Linked DNA regions of Gossypium hirsutum: region 1 is linked to region 2. The links are chromatin contacts, called in public Hi-C maps. All regions are on one chromosome and are shown on one strand. Each heading gives the region's core, a stretch centred on a gene start, on an enhancer-like site or on the middle of the called end of the contact. The rest is flanking DNA. Distances are from core to core; before and after follow the strand shown.

What was found. Hi-C and Micro-C count contacts between places; a contact is called where the count stands out from the background.
Region 1: a contact with region 2 is called in a Hi-C map of leaf, with 2.3 times the contacts expected there. The contact joins the promoter of LOC107893909 here to the promoter of LOC107893917 in region 2. A contact is called at or near these places in 10 of 34 Hi-C or Micro-C datasets (anther and leaf).

What each region holds. Positions count from the first base shown.
Region 1 is chrA12:78,868,958-78,872,889 of Gossypium_hirsutum_v2.1, forward strand. LOC107893909 (methionine aminopeptidase 1A) reads left to right here and starts at 1,326. Exons shown (of 16, transcript XM_016819055.2): 1 at 1,326-1,741; 2 at 1,988-2,038; 3 at 2,532-2,717; 4 at 2,812-2,887; 5 at 3,051-3,098; 6 at 3,224-3,268; 7 at 3,414-3,513; 8 at 3,597-3,648. The coding sequence starts at 1,674. LOC107893911 (probable pectinesterase/pectinesterase inhibitor 36) reads left to right here. Exons shown (of 3, transcript XM_016819056.2): 3 at 1-283. The coding sequence ends at 167.
Region 2 is chrA12:78,698,170-78,702,192 of Gossypium_hirsutum_v2.1, forward strand. It overlaps LOC107893917 (serine carboxypeptidase-like 40), which reads left to right and starts at 2,123. Exons shown (of 7, transcript XM_016819063.2): 1 at 2,123-2,708; 2 at 3,461-3,568; 3 at 3,655-3,929; 4 at 4,018-4,023. The coding sequence starts at 2,330.

The DNA of each region.
Region 1 (3,932 bases), core at 76-2,575, 170 kb after region 2:
AGTATAGGAACACAGGGAATGGTGCTTCGATCGGGAATCGAGTGAAGTGGCCCGGTTTTCATGTCTTCAACCGGGCCGAAGAGGCTAACCCTTTTACGGTGAATAGGTTCATACAAGGAGAGCTATGGATTCCAGAGACTGGTGTGCCTTTTAATTCAAGGCTTTAATTTAATGGTTTCTTATTGTAATGTTGTTAATGTTTTTGTGATGTGATAATAATGCCTTTAAAAGTTTTAATCTAAAAATTATAGCTAAAATATTTTATGGGTTAAATTGTATGTTATTTTAGTATTATTAATAAAAGTTTAAAAGATAATTGTGATTAATTAAGAGTTGAAGTTTAAATTAATTTTTATATTTTTTATATAAAGCTAAAATATGATTTGTAGTAAATACTTGTGAAATTAAATAACTTAAATATAGTATAAATATAAATAGATACTCAAGACTCGATAGCTTTGTCAAGCATGTGATTTTTTAAAATTTGAAGAAATTACAAGATACTTTTACTATTTTGGGGTTAAGACTATCACCTATCCCTTGTTGCAGGATCAATAAACTAGTCACTATACTTACCAATATAATCAAATGAGCAACCGATAATAGTGTCTCTAAGTAAACTCTAATGTTCCTAAAGTTTATTATATATCTCGTAGAATCTTCTAGCCTCTAAACCCAATCTATTTTCCTATATAAGCCATCTTCGAATTCAATTTATCAAACACAATCGAAACATTTTCTCTAAAAAATAATTTAATCTAACTAAATTACTAGTAAATTTACGTTTTAGTTACTTTAATTTTAAAAAAATTACAAAATGGTCAGTGAATCACTCAAAAGTTTTCTTTAAGTCACTGTGTTGTTAAGTTCTTTTTTTTAAGTCTAACTTGTGAGTTTCAAGCGACGATTTAACGATTAATACGATGGATTAATGCTCATCGATGAGTAGAAGAACATACTTTAAATCCATGTCAATCTGATGATCAGAAAAAAATTTTATTTGAATTTTAGTTTGCAAATTTGTAACGTTCAAACAATATAAAAAACAACAGAACTATATAAAAAAAAGGAGAATGGGAGCTTTCTATTGGTGCAGATGGTGCAAACAGATAATGCCATACAATAATAATTTTAACAATCTAGTGACTTATAAAAAACTTTTAAATAATTTAGTGACTATTTTATAACCAATTTAAGTGTCCAAAACGTTAATGTACCCAAAACAAAAATAGAAAAGCCGAAGATGCAAGATAAGCCCAAAAGCTATGAATATTCAAAGCCCTAGTTCCAAATAAAAAGATTTAAAATTCCAAAAGCCCTAAAAGACTAGAGCTTTATCTTCCTTGAGCCGACAATTAGGTTTTTTTTAAGACAAGATTGTACATTTTGGGCTGAAATTTCAATTTTCTAACTCTTTCATTGTCAATCGTAATTTAAGTTAAAAATCGCTGGCAGATAAATAGATTGGGGAGAAATTTTATTAAGTTTTTAGGGATTTGTTAGTGGAACCCAGATTATTTATTACTATAAAAGTTTAACCCTAATTTTCTCAATAAAAAAATTCCCCAATTTATTTTTTCAATCACAGACAATTCAGTAATAGTTTATTGGTTCTTTCCTTTTAATTTATTTTTGAATTGAACCGGGTGGTTCAATCTTATACATAAGGTCCAATGGCTGGTGGCTCTGATGCGGCGGAGACGCTTTCATGTGCTCGTTGTAGCAATCCTGCTAGCCTTCAGTATGTTATTGTTTTCGCTTTAAGATATTATCATTTTTAGAATATCAAATTTTTTGGTGTAATTAACATTGGGTAGCTTTCAAATTTGTGAGATATTTTGAATTAGCTTGTAATTGGTTTATAGTGTTTTTTTTTTAAATTATTTTGAGCATAAAAAAATGTGAATTGAGCTGTATTTGGTTAATAGTGATGAACTTTACAATTAAGCTGAATCCTTTTGTTAATGATATAGCTTATTGTCTGTAGGTGTCCTAAGTGTGTGCAGTTAAAGCTTCCTCGTGAAGGTGCTGCCTTCTGGTATGTATATCTTTTTCTTGTAGATTTTTATTTAGTCGCTGTACTTTTCAAAAATTAAAATTTCTGTCTGATAACTGTTAAATTTATTAAGTTATGCTATTTTCAAAATTTGATGAGGCAAACATATTATGGTATATTAAATATTGTGTTAGCTTTACTATTTCCACATAGTACTCTTTAAAAATCCAGTTAGTGAATTAACTATTATCATTTATGTTAGTATTAAAATGTCAAAATTCAAAAAGTATAGGGACTTAAATGATCCAATTGGAGAATATGAATTAAATCTACAAACCTATACATAATACAGTACTAGCAATTGAATTTATCCAAATAGATTTAAGTGTTACTGTTTGGGTAAGGACTAGACTAAAATTGACTAATTTGAACATCAAATTGAAGTAGGGACGAAATCCTCAAATTTCACAAAGTATAGGGACTAATAGAAGAATGTAACCCTTTTCTTCTTTAATGGTGTTGTTTTTATTGACAGCACTCAGGATTGTTTCAAGGCTTCTTGGAGCTCACACAAGTCAGTTCATTTGAAGGCAAAGCTGTCTTCACTTGGTACAGATGGTGCTGGTGGACAAAACTCTGATTTAGCTAGTGAGGGTTGGCTATATTGCTTGAGGAAAGGACAAAGTCGGACTCCGAAACTTCCTCCTTTTAATTGGACAGGGTACTTGTCTAAGATTGTAGTCCCTCTTTTACACTTTCTTTTTAAGTTTGGGTCCTTGTTATTTCTGATTTTTATTATTATCTTTGTTGTTCAGGTCACTTAGACCATATCCCATATCTGTCAAGCGTAATGTACCTGCTCACATTGATAAGCCTGATTGGGCTAATGATGTGAGTATTTGGAAATCAGTTCGTGTATATGGAATACTTATTAGCAATTGAGTGGGAAATTTGTTGATGACCGACCTATTCATGAACAACTAACCTTATTTTCTCTCTTCTTTCGTGTTGATTTTGCATTTCTAAGATATTTTTGTTGTCCTTTCATATGCAGGGAGTTCCAAAGGTTGAGCCGAACAGTGATTGGCAACATCGTGTTGAGGTAAGTTTATGCGAGTGAAATCTCTTCTTAAGCCTTAGAGAACAAATAATATATACTTTATATGCTCCTTATGACTTTATCTTCTTCTTTTTTTTCTTATTAACTTTTGGTGTGTCTGTATGAAGATCAAGACTCCTGATCAAATTGAGAGAATGCGAGAAACATGTCGTGTAAGTTCCATCTTCCACTTGATTTTGTTTTTTGATTCACAGCCCTTTGTTCAATTTTTAGTTATATCCAACTTTCTTTGGAATTGATTTTTAATTTTTCTCGAGTTGTTTCAAGATCTCTTGGTATTTAAATCTCTATTGCTAGATTGCAAGGGAGGTTTTGGATGCAGCTGCTCGAATGATCCGTCCTGGTGTAACAACAGATGAAATTGATCGAGTGGTTCATGAGGCTACTGTTGCTGCAGGTTGGAATGAACTTTCATTTTGCTGCATGTATTTGTGATTGTGCATCTATCTGGTTTCACTTTATATGTAATCTCTCATGCAGGAGCTTATCCATCACCTCTCAATTATCATTTCTTCCCAAAGTCTTGTTGCACGTAAGTTCTTCTATATATATCTGTTGAATTTCTGGATATTATTCTATTGATGGTAGAAATACCATGGAGGCCCCTGTACTAGGAGTCGGATTGTATTTTGCCCCCTTTAATCAAAAAAGGGCAAATTAGTCTCTGTACTTTAGATCAAAAAGTAAATTGGTCCTTTCTATTAAAAATTTCATCCATTTGTACGGTTAAAAACTGGCTTGATTGACAGAATAACCAGTCAGTGACATGTGGCCTGCCACGTCTACACAAAAGGATCAATTTGCTCTTTAATCTAA
Region 2 (4,023 bases), core at 873-3,372:
AGTTTAGAAGCTCCAGCAAATGGAAGCTGTAATTGAGATACTGGTGAAGAGAAATAACTTCCCAGCGGTTGACGGGGTAGCCTATGTCCACAACTAGCTTTGCCAATGTGGTGTTGATAAGTGATAGGAGCTCATAACATTGTTGAATCCATAAGAAGGACGAGATTTCTGATCCAGGTTTTAAATTCAAGGCAATTGGAAACATCAGATCGAAAAGCCCGTAGAGCAGCTGACAAAACATCTACCTCTGATTGTCGGTGGTGGTTCTCCAGCTTGGAGTATAATTTGGTAAGCTTTTCAACCAAAAGTAGCATTGCCTAATACAAAAACAACTTGACTGATGAGCTAAGAGGGTGGTAAGCTTTTATTTATTACCGCAAGAGAAGGGGTTTTGCTTAATTGCTTTAGCTGGACAGAAGAGGCGTGTGCTGCACTGCTTTCTGTACCATTGAAAATTCGAACCCAAGAAGGAGGAGGTATCAATTTTGGCGACGGCGTAATCAATGTGCTTAGAGTTCAATAAATATAAATTTTTATCCAACGCGGCTTTTGGGGTTGGAAGCAATCCTGGCTGAGGCTGGAAGGATGGAGGAAAGTGCAGTGCCGGCGCTATCAAGTATGCTTCTGAGATGCGCTTTTCTGCATATCCGGCTTCTCCTTATGATTTTATATTATGGTGTTCGTCGGCTAAAAGATGGTTGTGATTGGTTAAAGAAGGCCCATATTGACCCATGTTGAAGCTTCTGATCTGAAAAAGGCTTTAGAATAGGATTCAAATTGAATTTCCATGGAGTGAAGGCAGCCCAATAACATGGTACGGATGAGTGGCTACACTCCTGAGTCTGCTCTATTTTTTCACTCGTATATGGGAACAATCCTTTAGCCCATTTCCGAAGATATTAATCGAATCAAACCAATTGTTAGCTTAGATTGACATATGAATATTGCTTGGTATTGTTTCTATGAGGTGGGGATGGTCATTGTAGACACACTGGATAGGTTTTAGGACAGTTTGGATTTAAGAAAACTCCAAATTGGATCATGGGTATGAATCAAATACAAAAACAAAACAAAGCAAGTCTGAACAATATTGCAAGTGGGCAATTGGCAAGAAGGATTTGAAGTAGTACCAGCGAATCTGACTAATTTCGAGTTCATCCGGATTTTTCTTTTTGAAAATCTGGGCTCGAGGTGGGTCGGATTTTAGGTAAATTCGTTCCATTCCGTTGTGAGATATTTATAAAAATACTCTTAACTTTTAATAAATAAATATATTGAGTTTTAAGTCTAAACTCAAAAAAAATTAAATTTTATATGTTTCAAAAGAAAAACAAGCAAAATTATTTTTCTAAGTCAGGATCATATCGGCTGCCCTACCACGTTGTGATCCCTAAATAGGACGGCGTGTAGCTGTACAAAGAGGAGCTGCGATTGTAGAGAGGGAGTTTCAGCGGATGCTGCAATTTCATGCCCTTATTGCTACTGCCTACTCACTTTTGTTTTGCATATTATAAGAACAACAATTAGCAAAGTTAGAGAAGTAATTAGATAAAATCTCAAGTTTCCTAGTAACAATATAAAAAGAGAAGAATATATATATTTTGTACTGAATTACAATAATAAAGTAAAAAATTTGAACAATAAATACGATTACTGTAACTTGAATCCAAGACACACTTGATATAGTGAACACTCTTAATCATCGTGCCATCACATAAATATCAAAATTAATTACTATTATATTTGTACTGTATAACATCTATTACTTTATAATAAAAGAATATATGCAGGCTTTAATTTACATTTTGTCTCATTTATAATTATATTCTTCATCTACCTAGAATTCTCTCTCTATTTCCTTTTACTGTGTAAATTAATTAATAAATAAAATAAAGCAAATCATATCTACAAATTGTAACCCAAATTAACCTATATTAATTTTTGTAGAGGGTGCTTAACTAAAATTGCAATTACCAATAGATTATTATTTAATTAGTTTTTATTGTGGATCACATTTATTCAACTTAATCATGTGAACAAGTTTCAATCATGCTGCTCTTCCGTGTTCATTGATCGATTGACCATTTTTTTTTGTAATTACCCTCACATGGCATAACATGATTGTATGTATTGTTGCCTAAGCATCATGCCGTAGTTTGGATGAGATTACTATTTCTTTGAAAAAAAAAAACCTCAAACCTTGCTGGTTGTTGAAATCTTATTCATTTAAAACAATTATTCTTGGGCATTTGATATGATATAAAAACACCCACATTTGGATCTGAAACAATGAAAGCCCCGTCCTTGTCTTTCCAACAGAAAGTAAGCAATGGAGAAGAAATGTTATGTTGTTGTCCTTGTTGCTTTCTTCCTCATTGTTTCTTCATGTATGGTAGCTCCAAGCCATGGGAAGAAGCAAACAGAAGCTCTTGGCCATCTTTACGAGATCAAAATGAAGGGAAGTCATGTTCTTAATAAGAGTCCTTTCAAGGCAATTCACCACATAAACAAGAGCAGGATTCATGGACAAGAAGAAATGAAAGAGAAAGATAGAATTCCAAAGTTGCCTGGTCAACCTCATGTCCGATTTTCACAGTACGGTGGGTACGTAACAGTTGATAAAAAAGCAGGTCGTGCACTTTACTATTATTTCGTTGAGGCCCACCATTCTAAGGAGTCTTTGCCTCTTCTTCTTTGGCTTAATGGAGGTAGGCTCTGCATTGTCTTTTTATTTTGTTTAAAGCCCCCAATCATCTCTTCTTCAATTAATCTAGTTTTTTGGTTATCAACTTATCCTACATCTTATTTTTATGTCTCCATTAAATCAAATTACCTGCCTTTTTCTTTGTCACTCTCTTTAGTTCCTTGCTTAAACGAGGCCACATTCCTTATGTTGGAGCTAATTATTAATAACCATTGGATACTATTAATTAATCATGGAATGTGAAAATAAAAATAAAAATAAAAATTGCATGGTTCCTATTATAAAAGTAATATCTACATCTTCCTGGCCTGTTAACTACCAAGTTTTGCGGGGATGGCCGTGTACTGCAGTCCCTGTGGAGGATTTCTCGGCATGCATGTTTTACTAATTGTGGAATTAAATAAAAAGTTGAGTGTTCTAACAACATATCACACGGATCGATGTTTACATGACAACATGTATATATATTATTACCATATGTTGTCTTTTTTTTTCATTATTATGATAGTACAGTTTTTATGGAACCCCAAGTTGGCAGAATAAGTGATGGCCATGTTCTGTTTGAATTATTAGATTTTACTGTTGTTATCAGCTCTGAAGCACTTTGCTTGTAATTAAAACTAGATTTCAAAACTCTGGCATTTTAGAAAGAAAGAAGAAAAAAAGGTTTCAGTTTGACTTTATTTTATATGAAACACAGTGAAAGAGCAGTTTGATGATTAATATGAATATATTTGTTATATATATTGTGATCAGGGCCCGGGTGTTCATCTCTAGCCTACGGGGCAATGGAAGAGATTGGACCCTTTCGTGTTCATAGCAATGGAAAAACAGTTTACAGAAATAGATACTCATGGAACCATGGTAATCTTTTATTAGCAATTCAGTTTCATTTCAGGCATTAAAAGGAAAAGGAAAAAAGAGTTTATTTTCTTAATAATTGCATGCAGCTGCAAATGTTTTGTTTCTGGAGTCGCCTGCTGGAGTAGGATTTTCATACTCCAACACAACATCTGATTATGATAAAAGTGGTGACAGTAAAACAGCTGTTGATAACTATGTGTTCTTGATAAACTGGTTGGAGAGGTTTCCTGAATACAAAGAAAGGGATTTTTATATCTCTGGTGAAAGCTATGCGGGGCATTATGTTCCTCAACTTGCACATACCATTCTCCTACACAACAAAAAGGCTAACACCACCCTTATCAATCTCAAAGGGATCATAGTATGTCATTGTCTGCTTGTCCTTTTCCTTCTCTTTCAATTTTTCTTTTTTTATATTCGAGCCTAATTGTGTTGAACATGAATTTCAGATTGGG